2 separate regions of the Dromaius novaehollandiae genome follow, and region 2 is linked to region 1. The links are chromatin contacts, called in public Hi-C maps. All regions are on one chromosome and are shown on one strand. The core of a region is the stretch at or near the end of the contact, and the rest is flanking DNA. Distances in the headings are between cores, read along the strand shown. Region 1 overlaps FRMD4A (FERM domain containing 4A). Region 2 overlaps FRMD4A (FERM domain containing 4A).

Region 1 (7,941 bases), core at 3,893-6,392:
CAAGGGGTCTGAAATCCTTTAATGCAATGCGGAGTAGCTTCAGCTGGTGGGATTGAAAGCCAGCTGCCCTTCCCTGACCTGAGACAGCTGTACTGGGAGGTAAAACACATGCTAGGTGGTGGGATAAATGGCAATGATATTTCCCATTCAGAAAAGAGTCAAGAACCTCAGCTTCATACCTCCTGCATGAGGTCTCAAACCACTGAGCTCTGGTATTAGAAGGTGAGGAGTGGGGAGCAGGACCTGTTTTGGCTCTGAAGACTGATCAACCTCTCCTGTCCTTGTGTGAAAACACCACCTGGTAGATGTTAAAATGGTAATTTCTGCAGTTCTGTGCTGTTGCAGTCTTCAGGCTGCGGCAAACAAGGTGCCTGTTTTTTGGATGGGGAAGGGTGGATTTGTGTGGGGGTGGAAGAGCTGTGAGGTCAGGTCTCACCCACACATTCCTCAATGCCTTTCTGCCTTGCACTATCCCACTGGCCTCATCCATAACATTAGTCTGGTCGTAACACACTTCCCTGTCTCCTGAGAGGACAGTGAAGTGTAACTCATTAAACCCTGAAAGGTGAATATATACTTTGCTCATAACTCATAAATAAACACTTGCGAGGATGATAATTTTACAATGATTCCTTCTGCTTGTTTTTTTGTTTTGTTTTGTTTTACAAAAAGGGGAAATTATATTCAGGTTAGCTATGGCAGCATATTCCGCTAGACGAATAAGATACACAGCAATTAAACTCAAGCCATACAACGAATCAAGTATGATGAGCTTTTGACTTTGCAGAACTTTTTGGCTTTGCATATGTCATTACAATGACTGCGATGTTTGTTTATAAGATTTTGAGTACATTTAAAACATTTTCAGATTAACTGTGTAGGAGGGGTTGTTATTAAAGCAATCGAAGAGGCTAAAATGCAAACATTCTTGGTCAAATGGATGTTCTCAGGCAAAACAAGTCTTTCCATGGCCGTTCCCATGGCAGGCTGCATGGGAGAAAGTGAGGAAATAAAACCCAATTGCACTGTGGTCCCTGATGTTTGGAATATCATTATATAGCTGCAGGATGCAACTACACTGCACACTCAAAACAGGTGCAAACATCTGTCAAGAATCAACTGCATAAATACATTAGTCCTTGTATGTTCAAGGTGCAACCAAGGAAACTAGTGATGAAAGACTTCTCCATGCCTTATCTACAAATTGCTCGGAGCCACTGCTGTCGCTGCAGAGCACATCGGCACTGATGTCCTGCTGGGGCTGAGCTGACTCCAGCCCCGCAGCCTCGTGGTGGGGTCAGGCAGTGCGGGTACACCGGTATGCCTGGTGCACGGCAGAGCGGGCCGTGGTGCCTTGCGGGGTCATGCAACCCGAGGGGTTTGGATCGGCCCCGCTGTGCTGTCTTGGAGGAGCAGTGATGTTCGTTATCTCACCACTGTAGCTCAGGCTTCTGGTTTGGAGAAATGCTAATTTTTCAGTCCCCTGGTTCCCAGACAAATGTTTCTCTCCCTCCTCCTCATTCCTGAGACGGCTTTCTTTCCACAGCGACAATGACCTTATGATCTGAAAACGCGGGGTTGCCAAATCTCATGATAGATGACGTTTTTCTGAAAACCTGCCCTTCTGGACTGTTTCCAGAAGGTGAAAGAAAAGTGCAACTGTATTCTTTTTATAAAATCTCATTATTTTAAGGTAGTCTTATTATTTTTGAGCCATAATACTCTTAAAAATGGAGTGTGCTTTGCTTGTTAGAGTCAAGGGAGTAGTTTGACCCTTTGGTTTAAGTATTTTACTGTTTAGGGAAGAATAGCTGCATATGGAAGACCCTGTCCTAGAGTATGTTTTTTTGTAAAACCATGTTTTTAATCCCAGCAGTCGGTTTGCATACAGTTTCACTGGTCCTTGTTTCATGAGGGACCAGTGTGCTTGGTGAGTTCAAAAAGTTCGGCTGCCAGCTTCAAGTGAAGTGAGGACAAAAATTAATGGGAAATAAATGAGAGGGAAATGGACAAAGCCGAAAGTTAAAAGGTGACAGGAGCAACTCCTCTGCAGGAGGAAAAAAATGTTAATTAATACTTTTTCTCCAAAATTTGCCTTGGAAACACAGACAGAAGAGGTGACCTGGGTGGTCCCATCTCAAAGGGCTTAGACAAAAGAGATTTCCTTGGTGCAGAGGGGTCTGGAGAAAAAAGGCAGAAGTTTTTCCTGTCACAGGTGGAAGAATGAAGTAAAAGTGTGGAAACAAGTGCTGGAGGACAAAGATGGGTGGAAAACGTGAAAAATGTTTCCTATAGCCTTGATCCTACAAAAACAACAGTCTTGACATCAGTCGAAAGGGCAAGTGGCTAATGAGGGCCAACAGCGAGTTTGGTGTCGCTCGTGACATGACACGCTGGCTGAGCTCAGTATCAAGGCTGCTGTGTGTTTATTGAGTTTACAGCATAAGTGCCTTTTTTACAGCACTGGAACAGCCGCAACAACTTATTACGGCTGTAAAGCGCCATGCATGCTCTACAGCCCAAAGCGGTCCAGCAACTCACATAATTGCAACTCTAGTAAATTAATGGGATCGGCCTGAGGACAGGACAGAGTGCTGGGAGGGGCTGCTCTTCATGCTGAGGCTCCAGCAGACCAGCAGGACGCAGGCACAAAGGAGGTGGTGTGTCCTACCAGTGTCACTGCTCTCAGCCTGAAGAACAAGTCATATTTAGTCAGAAACATGGCCCAAGCGTAGGCAAAAGCCCCAAGTTTAGGCAATGGTCAGCTAGTGCAGGGGCTACAGCTGCTGCCGGGAACCCAGAGGGAGAACCCAGACCCAGGGGCAAAGCGTCTGGACAAGCCTGACGTGAACTGAACTGGGAAAACATCTTCTTCATTAATAAAATGTTATTGCTATTGTCATTTTGAAATAATTGAGAACGGAAAAGCTCCCAGTGCATCCCAATACCCTATGGGTACGCAGGTCTTACTCTGAGTTTTAATCACTGTTTTCTTCCTTTTCCCTTTTTATGGGTATTATTATTGTTATTGGAATTATTGCTATACAAACACAGCCTCTTTCTGTGTTAAATGAAAGTTACAGTTTCACTCCTAGATGGCAGTATAAATTATTACACAGGCTACCCTATAATCTCTGGTCATGTTGTAAGGCAAGGTAATTGATTCCCAAGTCACTAAAGCTAACTAACATGACTGTAAATCTAATGCTTGAGCAGTGTTTGCTATTAAAAAGTCAACATCTACAATGGCTACTACATTGCAATTACTGGGAAAATGATGATTTGCTCTAGACTTAAAGCAGGGAATAATTGTAGCCTCTCTTGGGACCTTGATTATGATAACTGTTGGTGAACGGTGATTTCTTTCTAGTGGTGATCACGTATGTTGCCTCTCCCTACGCGTATTCCCCGAACCCTGCAGGATCACAATTCCTGGCACACACAACACCCACAGAGCTGGGCTCAGTGCTTCCACCTGCATTGACCAAAATAAATAAACCATCTAAGACAGTGAGCAGTTTCAGGTTTTGAGCTGGTGCAGGTCTTTGCCGCTTCATTGAAGTCCAAGGATTGTGCTGATACACCCCACTGAAAACTGCCCCTTTCTGTTTGCATTTCAGAAGTGGGATCAAGCTCTGCTGCTGTCACTTGCAGAGTGACAGAACTCATGAAACGCAAAATAATCTGGCTGACAACCCCAACTTAGCACGTGGAAAACCTTTAAAGCGTTAAAGGGTAGTGAGGTGTGGAGGAGTAAGGGAGGCACCACATCCCAGCAGTCACCCCGTTTGCACATCTGGGTTAGGCCAGTGAAGCCACTGATGCCTAAATGGGTTGCTTTTATGACCAACTGAGAGAGGTCAGTGCCACTGAAAACTCCCGTAGAGAAATCCAATGGCCTCTGAATTTCTGCCTCCTCCTTAGGCTGGATCCTACCTAGAAATACAATTTCTCATGTCACTAGCATTCTAATTTCCAAGGATATTTGTGTAGACTGTTGCATGCTTTGATGCTTCTTAGCTTTCAAGCAACGTGGAGCGTGCACCCTGACCCTGACTTGCTCCTGAGCCCTGCAAGAGACCTTCCAGCATCAGGACCTGGTTGGTCTCTGGCCCGTTGGCTCTTCACGGCCCTACGTCCAGTGAAGGGACACGTGGAAACGCAAGCAGGATGGCAAGCAGTGTTTCTGGGCTCTAGCAAATCTCAAGGCTACAGATAGTCATTTTGGATAAAATTCAGATAGTATCCAGGACTGACGAGAGTGGGAGAGGCCTGATAACAGGTCAATCTGCTCATATCAACACAACTCTTTACAGGAGCTGATTTCAATAGCAGGTTTCTGAAAATCTTATTTAGGGCTGTACAAAACATCCGGAGGGAAATCTGGAAGTCGTTCCTTTCACGAAAGAAGAAATTCCTTTCACTACAGTTTCTTTTTCCTGCTGATTTCCCCTCACAAAGAAACAAGCAAGCCCAAGCAAATAAACAAGGCAATCCATAGGAAATACCCCATTTCCCTCTCATCCTTTTATTCCCACTAAACAAAATCCTTAAAGTGGTGCGGGACTGAAAGTCACTTGTTGCTTGAAACAAGCAGAAAAGAGATGCTGCCACCCGCTTTGGTGCAAAATCGGCTCTTTTGCTAAACTAGCAGAGATGACTGATTTCTGCATTATCAAGTGACCAGGGATGAAACTGCATAAATTGTGGCGAAGGATTGTAAATGTCATTTTTATGCACTCACTGGCAGAAACAGTGAATAATAATAATAATAATAAAAACAGTTAGAAAAAATGATTCATTTAATTGTACAGTTGAATACCAATGAGTGTGTATGTGAAACCCCAGCATCATTTATTTATTATTTATTGCTGTCACCGTGTCCGCAGAGCTCATTCATTGTGCATGCTGCTTTGGTGTGGACACGGGCTCACGCAGCGGCAGCTCTTTGCTCTTAAAGCAGTGTTGACCGAGGGTGGACCTTGCAAAACGATCCTAATGAGCAGAACTAGAATAATGGTCTGGAGGAAAGGGAGAGGGAAAAAAAAAAAAAAAAGGAAAAAAAGGCCAGATGTAAGGGAATACCTTTTAAATGAGTCCGTTCAGTAGTGAGTGTGGTTACATCACAGCTGAGCGCTGTTTTGCTTGTGTGGCTGTTCATACATCATCGTGCTAACAAGGTGGTGAATAACTATGTGCATGTATATTATAAGATGCTTTCTTCCCACTGAACACTACTTAAATCTATTGAAAAGAGGGATCTAAAAATGAAAATAAACAGTGGAGGTGCTTTGGGAATAGCGGGAAGAGAACAAAACTGAGTGCTGGCAGCAGCGCCGTCCCTCCAAGTCCCTTGACGGGCGACCAGGTTATTGCAAAGGTCCTTTCCTGGACTCCGGCAGTGCCCGCAGACCGACAAGTAAGCTCACGTGGGAAACAAAAGAAGAAAGCAAGCTCTGCATTTACCTCCAATTATCCCGCAATTGCCTGGGCTTGCTCGCACAGCAGTCTGTCCCCTGACCAGCCTGCGCTGCCGCCCAGACCAAAGATCCCCCCCGTGAAACCAAGCAATTTACAGCCGAATCAATGCCCAGCTGGCACACGCAGTGCGAATGAGGGGCTGGGTGCTTATGGCGGGACTGAAACGTTAAATACCTCCGGCATACTCATTTATTTATGACTTCTTCAGCCTACAGTAACTACAAGCAATAATTGGATTGTGCTCAGCATAGCAGGATTGATTTGCTACTTAATAATAAAACCAGGTCCTCTGTTGATAACAGCATCCCTAGAAACGAGGAGGTCTGATGAAAAATGCATTCAAGGCACAATGCTAACTCTGAAAGCTCACGTGGCTCCCCGTGCAGAACAGGACCTCTGCCAGATGCAGATTTCCTACTGGCAACGGTTAAAACACACTCTTTGTGGTCTTCTGGGCCTTCGACAGAATATTTACCAACTTTGGCAGGGCCGTTATTTAGCATTTTGACAAAGCGCAGTGAACACAGCTTATTCTTCTGCAGCTCATGTTTTTCTGAAGGTCGTGGCTAACCCCTAGTACAATCTGCAGTGGCCTCCAGTTGCCTCCGAGTGAAAAGTGGCATTTAGACTTAATTACAGAGCAGCACCATGGAGCCGGACTACCCAAACCCCCTTCTTCATCCGAAGCCAGAAACGCCTAAAGCGACATAAATATCACAAATACAGATGCCTGCTGTGCAGCCCTCTGCAGCAGGCGCTCACGCGGGTGGGCCTGTTTCCCCAGCGTTGTTCCTTGCATCTCCCTGCCAGCTGGGGCTATCGCATGAGATTGGCTGGTTTTTGTGCCCTGCTGCTCCCTCCTTGAACCAAACACCCTGGCTCTACTGGCAGCATTTCGTGAGCCGTGTGCAAGGGTGCCAGCCCACTCCGGAGGCATATACGTAACCAGCCACACATAACCAGCCCTTCCTGGGCTCTGCCTTTTTGGAGCGGACGCGGCACTCTTGCCCTGTGCCCCTTCTGCTCTGCATGACTGTTGCTGGGCTCAACCAACCCTGGCCACTTGCAAGCCGCCAGCCCAGCCCTGCTAGGACGGGCTTTGGAAGAGCAAGGAGGAGCCATCAGCTACTTAACCACAGAGGTCATTAACAAAATCTGCTTCAAGATGCCACCGTCTGTTGAAGGATCGCCTGACTTTAATATACAAATAAGAAAAAAAGCCGAGGGCTTAAGGCTTGCATGCTAAAAAAGACAGGAGTATGATGGGAATGAGAAAATGGCCCACCTCATTGCCTGCCTGTCAGGAGTTTTTACAGAAGCAGCAGCCACCACGCCTGCTGCTGCGGGCAAGAGCAAGGCAGCGTAAGCTCGCCCACCTCGGAAATGCACAGCGTTCCCCTCCGTCCTCCTGTGCCTGCAAAACACCGGAGCAGACTCAACTCCTCAATCATGTAGGATGGGACACATGTCTGGAGCCTTTACACTTGGCTGGACCCCCATTTTAAGGTGTGTAGTATAACAAAATAAAAATACAGCCATTGCGTAGGTAATAACCCATGCTAAAGTTGCTGCTGTGCTCGGTACCAGTGCTGCAGGCTATAGTAGACACGAGGCAGAAGAGAGGCTGTCATAATCACTTTGCAAAAGCATAAGTTTGGAGAGCATTTACACTTCTCTTTCTGTTATGCGTGTTTGAAAAGATTGTCATTGGCTTACAATTATAATTATATGATTATGATTTATTATTATCCACAGACAGCTAAGGGGAAAAAAGGGGTAAAATCAAGAATCCTGCTGAACTTGGTAGATTTTGGTTCAGAGTCCAGTTATGGGCAGCCCAAATATCCCAATGTCTAAGTATGCTGCCACATCTCATGCACAGCGTTTGGTGTCTAATGTTACCCTGGTGTCTTGACCAGCAAGTTTGCAGCAGAACGCCACATGCCTTTAGATGCACAGAGCGTAGGTCTCAGTTGAGCCCAAGTTAAGACTCATGGTCACAGTGACCTTGAGGCAACTAATTATGGGGTGATGTGCCTGTAAATTATAAAGCCCAGCCACTGAGAAACCCACCACTTTTTTCAAGTATTTGAATTGGCATCTTTTCCACTTGGACATGGAACTCAGCTCCTGGCACAAGAAGAAATGTCCTGACTCAGAAACTACCTCCCCCTCCTTAAAATTGCCTAGAGAATAAAATCAAAGTTTGCTGCAAGGAACCTGGTATTTAATTTCTTATTTTATATCACTTTCTGGTACACACACACACACACACACACACACACACACACACATTCACATATATATATATATATTTATATATATGTTTAGGTATCTATTTTAATGTATAGTTGTTCCTCTGGTGATGCACATATTTCAGTTAGGCCCAGAGCCAGTGGCAGCTGTGCTGAAGCTATTCTGCAATACTTCTGCTAAGGCAGTCCCAAAGCTGCTACATGC
Region 2 (7,941 bases), core at 4,019-6,518, 85 kb after region 1:
TATATTTGAATTGGCCAATTATTTTCTTGCCTCATACATTTCCTCTACAGAGCCAACTGAATAAAACACTTAATATTTCTTTCCCTCCTCAGTTCTGGCTGGCATTGGGCATGGTTCAGTGTCTGCTGTGTGCCATCTCAGAGGTGCCTGTACTTCAATACCGAGCAAGAGGAATGTGTCTTCACCGACTGATGTAAGAACGCACATTTAGCTTTAACCAGAGGCTCCCTGTATGGGTAGGAAACAATTCCCTAGGCAGAGGGACTAAACAGATAAGGAGCGCTCAGGCTGGGAAAGATTACAGAGGGAAGATATGATCAAAGTGTATAAAATCATGAAGGACACAGAGATGGTGACTAAAGAATGATTTTTTTTTTTTTGTATGTAACACCAGGACTAAGGACTGTGCAATGACACTGAGGCAGCAGATTTAGAAAGAGAGGAAACCTTTTTTTGCCCAGTGCATGATTGAAGTATGGAACGTATCACCACAGGATGTAGGGGAGGTCAATAGCATAAACAGGTTGGAAAAATAATTAAGCAAATTAATGTAGGAAAAGTCCATAAAGGGTGTTAAACATGCCAAAGTCAGGAAGCCACAGAACTGCTGTTGTTGGGAACTGGGAGAAAGTGCTGGGGAAGAGTCTCTCTAGACTTGCCTTGTTTTTCCTTTCATTTAAGTGTTTGTGACTGGCCTCTGTCAGAGGCTGGTACTTGGGTGGATGAACCGCAGTTTGATCTAGCATAGCTGTTATGTTGTTATGTCTCATGTTATCACAGACAGAAAGAGTCCTCCACAGCATGATTCAGAGCAGGAGGTAGTTCAGCTTTGAATTCTCTCCATTGACTACAGAGCAATGTTGACATGTCGTAGTCTGCCTAAGCTTGTCAGTTAGACACCTGAAGGTGCTTAGTTTAAACGTCCCCTCTTCTGGCTATGATTTGAAGAAAGCAATAGCAAGTTAAGTGTCTAAACGCTGCTCGTTTTAAGAGGACTTATGTCCCTTTTATCTACTCAGATTTTTTTATAATCGCTCCAGGCACCTCCATGTATTTTAGGTACTGAAACCTTTATGAAAATCAGGCCTAGAGTGATCTCTTCCTTTTTATCTGGCGGAGCTCAAGCTTCATTTGCAAAATGGTTGTGACCCATGGTTGTGATCATGTACAGTTTCTACACACTTTCCAACCATTATTATTAATGGGGCTTTTAAAGCATTACATTGTCTGGAAAAGGCATATTTTGTCTGTTTGCAAAAATAATTTCAGCAAGTTTTCTTTCCATAGATCACAGACAGTGAATGTATTCAGTGCAGCGAGACACATTTGTGTCACCTCCATCAATCTCTTGCTTTAAAAACGGACTCTTATGCCTCTTGCCTTCCACACCTCATACAAGCAAGTGAAGAAGAGATGTGCTTTCAGGCTTGGCTGAGTAGCTTACATGTAACCATGCCAGGCTCCAAACAGAACCGCACACACCAGAAACATAAATCAGGTCTGTAACATGAGTCTGTTGGAGGAGAACTCTATTTTATGCAGTTGACCTGTATCCAGGGTTCATTTCAACATGACCCCAGTGTAACTCGCTTTATCAGCTGTAAAGACAAGCTTACCAGCTGTACATTATGTTCACACTCCAAAGCCACTGGAGAGAGCAAGCAAACAGTGCCCCAGAGCAGATCTGTGAGAAAAGACTAAGAGAGTCCCTTCTAAATCTTTTGCTTTCACTGCTATAAAGCTGAAAGGATGAATCTGGGATGTACTCAAAATGAAATGTTTTCTTTAATTTGGAGGTATGCTTTTGAAATTAAAGAAATAGAATCAAGCTACATTTTAAGGTGAGGGGTCCTCTTGAAGTGAATGATTCAAGTGTTTCTTGATGAAAATGTTAAAATGGAGCTTTTTCAATTTGTCAGGAAGAAAGGGTCCCCCTTTCTGTGGCAGAAAGCATTAGATGAATTCAGCCTGCCCCTGTGGATAGTTTCAGTCAGCCAGAAACTGTGTTTATTAGCAAATAAACTATCCACCTGAAAAATGTTATCTAGTTCTACCCCAAATGTTCTTCCCATTGCTTAAAAACATCTTATTTATAGAGGAAGCTATAGTTGAGCATAGATTTAAGCTGTTGTGGTTCATTGTCTGGCGCAGTATCTCCTTGGGAAAGCAAACCAATTAAGCTCTTCTATTTCGGAGCATTGGTGCCTGTTTATTATGTCATTTGAGGGAATACAGTCTTATAGTCTCTGACAGATATGACTGCACTTTTTATAAGCAAATGCCCTGTTTTCAGTAGCTTTGAGATAGAAATGGTCACAACACAGCTTAGGAATGCAGAAACTGCCAGCTGAGACCAACAGAGCATCCTGCATCCGGGTCTCTGCCAATTGCTTTTACCAAAAGCTCTCCAAAGAATCTGCCAGGCAGTTAAATAAAAGCATTGTTCCTAATGTGTAAATAAGAGATGGCTTTTGGCTTGAAACATGGAGAATTATCAAACTTCTCATTACCTAAGCTAAGCAAAAAAAAAAAAAAAAAAAAAAAAAAAGAAATCAGAAATAAGAAAAAAGAAAACAAACTGCTAAAAGCAGTTCCATTTAACCCTGATATTTTACACTGTTGTGAGGATCTTCTAAAAGCCTGATTGATCGGTTTGGCATTTGAAGTTCTCTGTTTCCTTACAAAATAAGTACAGTACAGACAAAATTCATCACACTTGTGTTGTCAAGGTGTCTCAGACTTCTGTTGCAGGGGTAGGCGAGAAATCTGTGCAGTGTTTCCTTCAAGATTACTAGTAAGAGAGCCGGGCTGGTGGTTGCAGGGCTGGAGGTGCCGCTGGAGAGGTGACACAGAGTGGGTCTCTGTTCATCTACCATCCATGATGCTCAAAGAATTGCTTTTGCAATTCTGGCTGAGCTGGTGAGAGGTTGCTGATGCCTAGTTTACTAGCCTGGAGAAAAGAAGGCTCAGGGAGGATCTTCTCAGTGTATATAAATGCCTGATGGGGAAGATTAAGAAGATGGACCAGTCTTCTCAGTGGTGCCCAGTGACAGGTCAAGAGGCAATGAGCACAAACTGAAACACAGGAAATTCCATTTAAACATTAAAAAAACAAAACAAAACACTTTTTTACTGTAAGGATGGTCAAACATGGGAACAGGTTGCCCAGAGAGGCTATGGAGTCTCCTTCCTTGGAGACATTCAAAACCAGCTGCACATGGTCCTGGGCAACCTGCTCTAGCTGACCCTGCTTGAGCAGGGTGGTTAGACAAGATGATCGCCAGATGTTCCTTCCAAGCATTCCGGGATTTTGTGATATGAGCACATAGCCTGATGGAGCTTTTCCGAGCTGTGTGCTTTGTGACCAAGCTACGCCAGGTCAGTTACTGGACAGTGTGTGTGTGGGTCCCTTAAAATGCACATGTCTTTAGACCTGTGCTTACTCTCACAGGGATGACAGCTTTGTTTTTGCAGGCAGTGGACTAAGTCCATCCACTCATTTTATATTTATTTTACCAAGCAGACAGAAATTCACTGTCCAGTTTTACTGATTCACTGCTTTTGCTTTGTCCGTGCAGGCAGATGGACCAGGTTCACAGCTACCTCATGTCCCCAGGATAACCACAACCAGCTTTCTTGTCTGCATCTGTTTGGCTGCTAGAGACTCAGGACTTAGCCTGGCGACCCAAATAGCGGAAGCCTCTCATTTTCTTATCAGTCTCTTTGAACCTCAGGGCTATTTTACAGCCATGAACTCAGGAATGGGGTTAAAAAGGCAGGCACAAGAGCACAGACACATAAATATTAGGGTTACATATAAATTATTTGGTCAGTGGTGATGGTGGAAAGTCTGTCAGAGACTATGAGGTTAGCCTGACTCCTTGGCTGTGGGATGAAATGAGTTGGCAGGTAAGCTGGCCCAGACCAGCCAGCAGTGGGTCTTGGGGAGCTACCACCATTTACCACCTGCAAATTATTTAGGGTGCTCCTCTTTTCTTAGCTCCTGAGATCCACAATACATGTCCAGTGGCTCTGAATCCAGTGGCATTTCTAGCATGTGGTTAAGGAAGGCTCACCATTTGGTTCTGCCTGAGAACATGAGACAGCATGTCTACAACATGTTTGCTGTCAAGAAAAGAGTCCTCAGCATGTGATTTCTTTAACCAGAAATCTCATGGAAAACATTTTCTTATGGAAAATATCCAAACCCTACAGGAGAAAGAAGTGCTGCAGAAAATCCATGACTAGAGAAAAAACAGTCCAGGCGGCCTTTGTTTAGATAAGAGATTGGACAAAATGCTCAGGATGGTCCCCGTTGGTATGAAGCTGGATTGACTGGACCAGTCTGGAGTGAAAGGGTAACGCACACAGACATGGAGCAGCTATAGTCAAGCTTAAGAGCATCAGGCGGTACTGTCTGTTGCTTGCAAAACAACTTCCCTCCAAACTGGCAGTTTAACAACACCATGGCCTTGTGTTCATCAGGTGCAGGAGCAATACACAGAATGGTCTTTGAAGAGCCACAGCAGCTGCAACAGCTTCCTGCTAAATTAAAGGAAAATACTTAAAGCTCCTGTGTGCTGCTGAAGTGTGCACACAGCTATGAGTTTTACAGAGCTCAAAATCCCCGCACTGATTTCATGTATTCATTTAAAAGCTTTAGGGGGCACAAGCCATGGTTTAACAGCAGGAACACAAAGAACCTCTTCTTTGGGAGCAGAGAGTTTTCTTTACTGTGTGAGGGAAACAATGCCAATACACCACTCATTTGAGCTCTTCCCCTACTGAGACACAGGATTACTTTGCAGCAGTCTGCTAAATGCTCAGCCTTAAGGTAAAGTGAAGTAGTCAACGCATTTAAGGTAGTATAATAGACTCAGATAAAATAGCCTCCTTCCCGCACCCAGATGGCATTCATTTGTGCCTAGCATCAACACACAGTTGAGTTTGTATCCTAAGAGAATTCCCACTTTATTTTTTCCCTCTTGATGGGAATAGCAGGGAGGCTAATTAAACCCCTTGAACTACTGCTGTTATTCAGCATTCCTTCCCCATAATATAAGCAATGTTATGTCACATTTGAGTGCAGGAGCTCTTGTTCCCTATCAAGACCTGCCTTGCACCTTTGCCTCTGTGCTCAAAGCATTTCATGCAGCAAATGCGATATATTTCCTTACAGGAACACCCAAACAGATTGATCAAAGTTCTCTGCTAAACCACAGCAGAAAACAACCCTCAGTCTCCGAGCAAAATGTGCAAGCCAGACCTATTACCACTGTGCAAGAATTTGGAGAAACAGCACGACCTAGTGTTTCCTCTGCTTCTCACTGGCTCTTGAAGATAAACAGTTCCTGGGCATGTCATTCCAAATGCTACCCCCACCGAGTTCCCATGAAAACAGAATTTCTATCTGTTACTCCTGTTTCTTTTCTTCTCCCTGCTGAAAGTCTTCCACTACAGGTTTATAGTGGAATCTACCTTTGGCACACCTTGCTGCTTTGTCCAAACAAGGAGGATCTTACATAATCCTATACAGGATGAATAGTTTCAAAAGCAGCATGGGCTTGGGAAGAAGTCTTCTTCACACTCACACTGCAAGTGTGACTGTTTTGATAGATATTCCTTTCCCTCTATGAACTTGGTAGGAGTTGTCTGTGAACACCACTGATCACAGAAGGCCCAGGGAAATGGGAAGGTACCAGCATTCTCTGTCCTCTGTGCACCCAATTTGTGACTACCATGCGTTTTGATACTGCCAGTCCTGATCCTAAATGTAGTACCATGCATATCACTACCCAACAAATAAAATGTATCCATACAATGGCTTCTCAAGCAAGCCAGTTTAGCTTCACATCTATGCTCACTATGGCAGGATTTCCCACAGTTTCCTACTCTCAACATATCCCACAGAGAAAAGCTCCACCATGAGCTCCTCCTGTGAACAAACAAGGCAGAGTAACTTCTGGGACTCTGTCTGCTCTCTTCTTCCATCACCAGCAGGAGACAATATGCCCAGAGGAAACCTGTCCAGAGGGTTGCTTGAAGGTTAGCTGCTGACTGCTGCTTTCAAGCAGAGCCTATGACATGCATTCATTTTTGATGAGCCCTGTTATCCATCCACTGTCAGAGGAGATCTGTCCTTCTCAAGGCATGTCACCGTACTGGAAAAGCCCATCAGTTCATCTACTAGCAGCTAGAGGGCTAGTGTCCTTTGAGAGAAAGGCACTGGAGCTGCACAGCAGCCCTAGCTGTGCAATACTGTCCTATGGAATAGCATTTCTTCCAGGGCTGATCAGCTTATTCCCTGGAGCTTGAAGTTTGCCTCTGAGATTTTTGTCTGTGTAATTACATATATTACTGCTATCCTGGTAACTGCAACAACAGAGGATGTTCTTTCCACATGCTCCTCAAACATCTGATCTGATGCACCATCAGACCGAAGCCAGACCGCTCTCCAGGCAGATTGTGCTGCAGATCCTCACGGTTGTGGAGGGCTGACTGTCTTGTCTGCTGTTTGAAGAAGGAGCAAAGAACAGTGGAGCTGTTCTTTGGGTAAGACTCCCAAAAGCATCCTGCAGGGCCAAAGGTTTGGAAAAGGCCATCGCTGCTACACCCTGTATTACACAGCACGGTATGAGAGTCTTGTGTGACAAGGCTGAGTTATCCATGCTTGAGCTCCCAGCTGCTAGTCCTCTAGAAGGGATGTTAACCCAGCTTTACATTGGCAAGAGCTTATCTCTTCTCTGTTGTATAAACACAAAACCAAATAACCAAACCTCAAAGCAAGATTCAGCTTGCCTAACCTTTAATCCAGACTGAAAACAAGGGCACCCTGACAGCTCCACCACCACAGAGCCCCACATGTCAAGGAGAGATCTGACTCAGCCACAAAACTGGATGAACGGACGGCCTGGCAACAGATAAAAAGCTGACTCCTTATCTATCATCCTCTCCATCTGGGAATCTCTCTCCATGCCTTCCCAGCCCTAATTACTTTTACTGCTTGATCTCAAGAGGTGTTCATGGCATGACCCATATCCAAGCAAGCCTGCTGTATCTTGCTCTCTCACTGGCAGTTGGCTTTTCAGCCAGTTTGTTACCAACTTCACGTGTGAATCAGCTAATTGCTCTTGTGATCCCAGGGTATTAGTCCTGTTTTTGTCATCACAAGCCTTTGGACATACCAATTTTCAGGGAGTTAGTTATATGCAAAGCAGAAAAGACATCATCTATGCCTTTAATGCTTTCCCCTGGTCTCTCATTTCCCTGGGGACAACTGTCAGGGTGTCCTTATAGAGAAATCAGCAATTCAATTTCACTTTTTTGAGGGGCTTTAATTTCAGATACTTATTCCTGTTTGATCATGGCTGGCTGGAACTCACAGATAAATAATGAAATTCTCCCACTTTCGGATGCCAACGGCTCCCTAAAGCAAAAGCAGACAGCACTGTTTTGCCTACCCTACCATTATTTTATATGCTCTTTCTTTTCTAACCTGTCAGTCTTGAGGTCTGTTTCTGTGAAATACAGACTTAATGCTATTTTATTTGTAAATTCACCAGATCTGACTTGGCTTGGCTTTAAGTTCATACTGAAATCCTACTGACGAACTTCAACATAAGAAAAGGGTAAGTCTAGGAGGCAACTTGAACCTGGTTCCAAACACCCTTCCTGTAGAAGAGACTTCCAGGAGCAGATATTTCCTCACACAGATGATGTAGGAATGGGACTGGGGGGTCAGTGTCATGTTGCAGAGCAGATTAGGTGGTCACAAAGATCCCTTCTGAGCACACTATCTATAGTAAATCAACATGGTATATTAAATACCTATAAACCAGCTGCATTTTGCCTCCAGTCCAGACTTCTCACAAGCATGCGGTTTAGCCATCTCATATAAACACATCCTTCAGGGACTGTAACCTGCAAATTTTGTCGCTGTGT

What was found. Hi-C and Micro-C count contacts between places; a contact is called where the count stands out from the background.
Region 2: a Hi-C map of ovary shows a contact between it and region 1, with 4 times the contacts expected there. The contact joins two enhancer-like sites. A contact is called at or near these places in 2 of 4 Hi-C or Micro-C datasets (brain and ovary).

What each region holds. Positions count from the first base shown.
Region 1 is chr1:4,378,774-4,386,714 of bDroNov1.hap1, forward strand. The region is part of intron 1 of FRMD4A (FERM domain containing 4A); the gene reads right to left. Among named protein-coding and RNA genes, the nearest start is that of FRMD4A, 130 kb to the right of the region's middle. Within about 2 kb of position 5,143, at least 1 of the 2 cell types and tissues checked has open chromatin away from gene starts, as enhancers often do.
Region 2 is chr1:4,463,198-4,471,138 of bDroNov1.hap1, forward strand. All of the region lies in intron 1 of FRMD4A (FERM domain containing 4A), which reads right to left. Among named protein-coding and RNA genes, the nearest start is that of FRMD4A, 47 kb to the right of the region's middle. Within about 2 kb of position 5,269, at least 2 of the 2 cell types and tissues checked have open chromatin away from gene starts, as enhancers often do.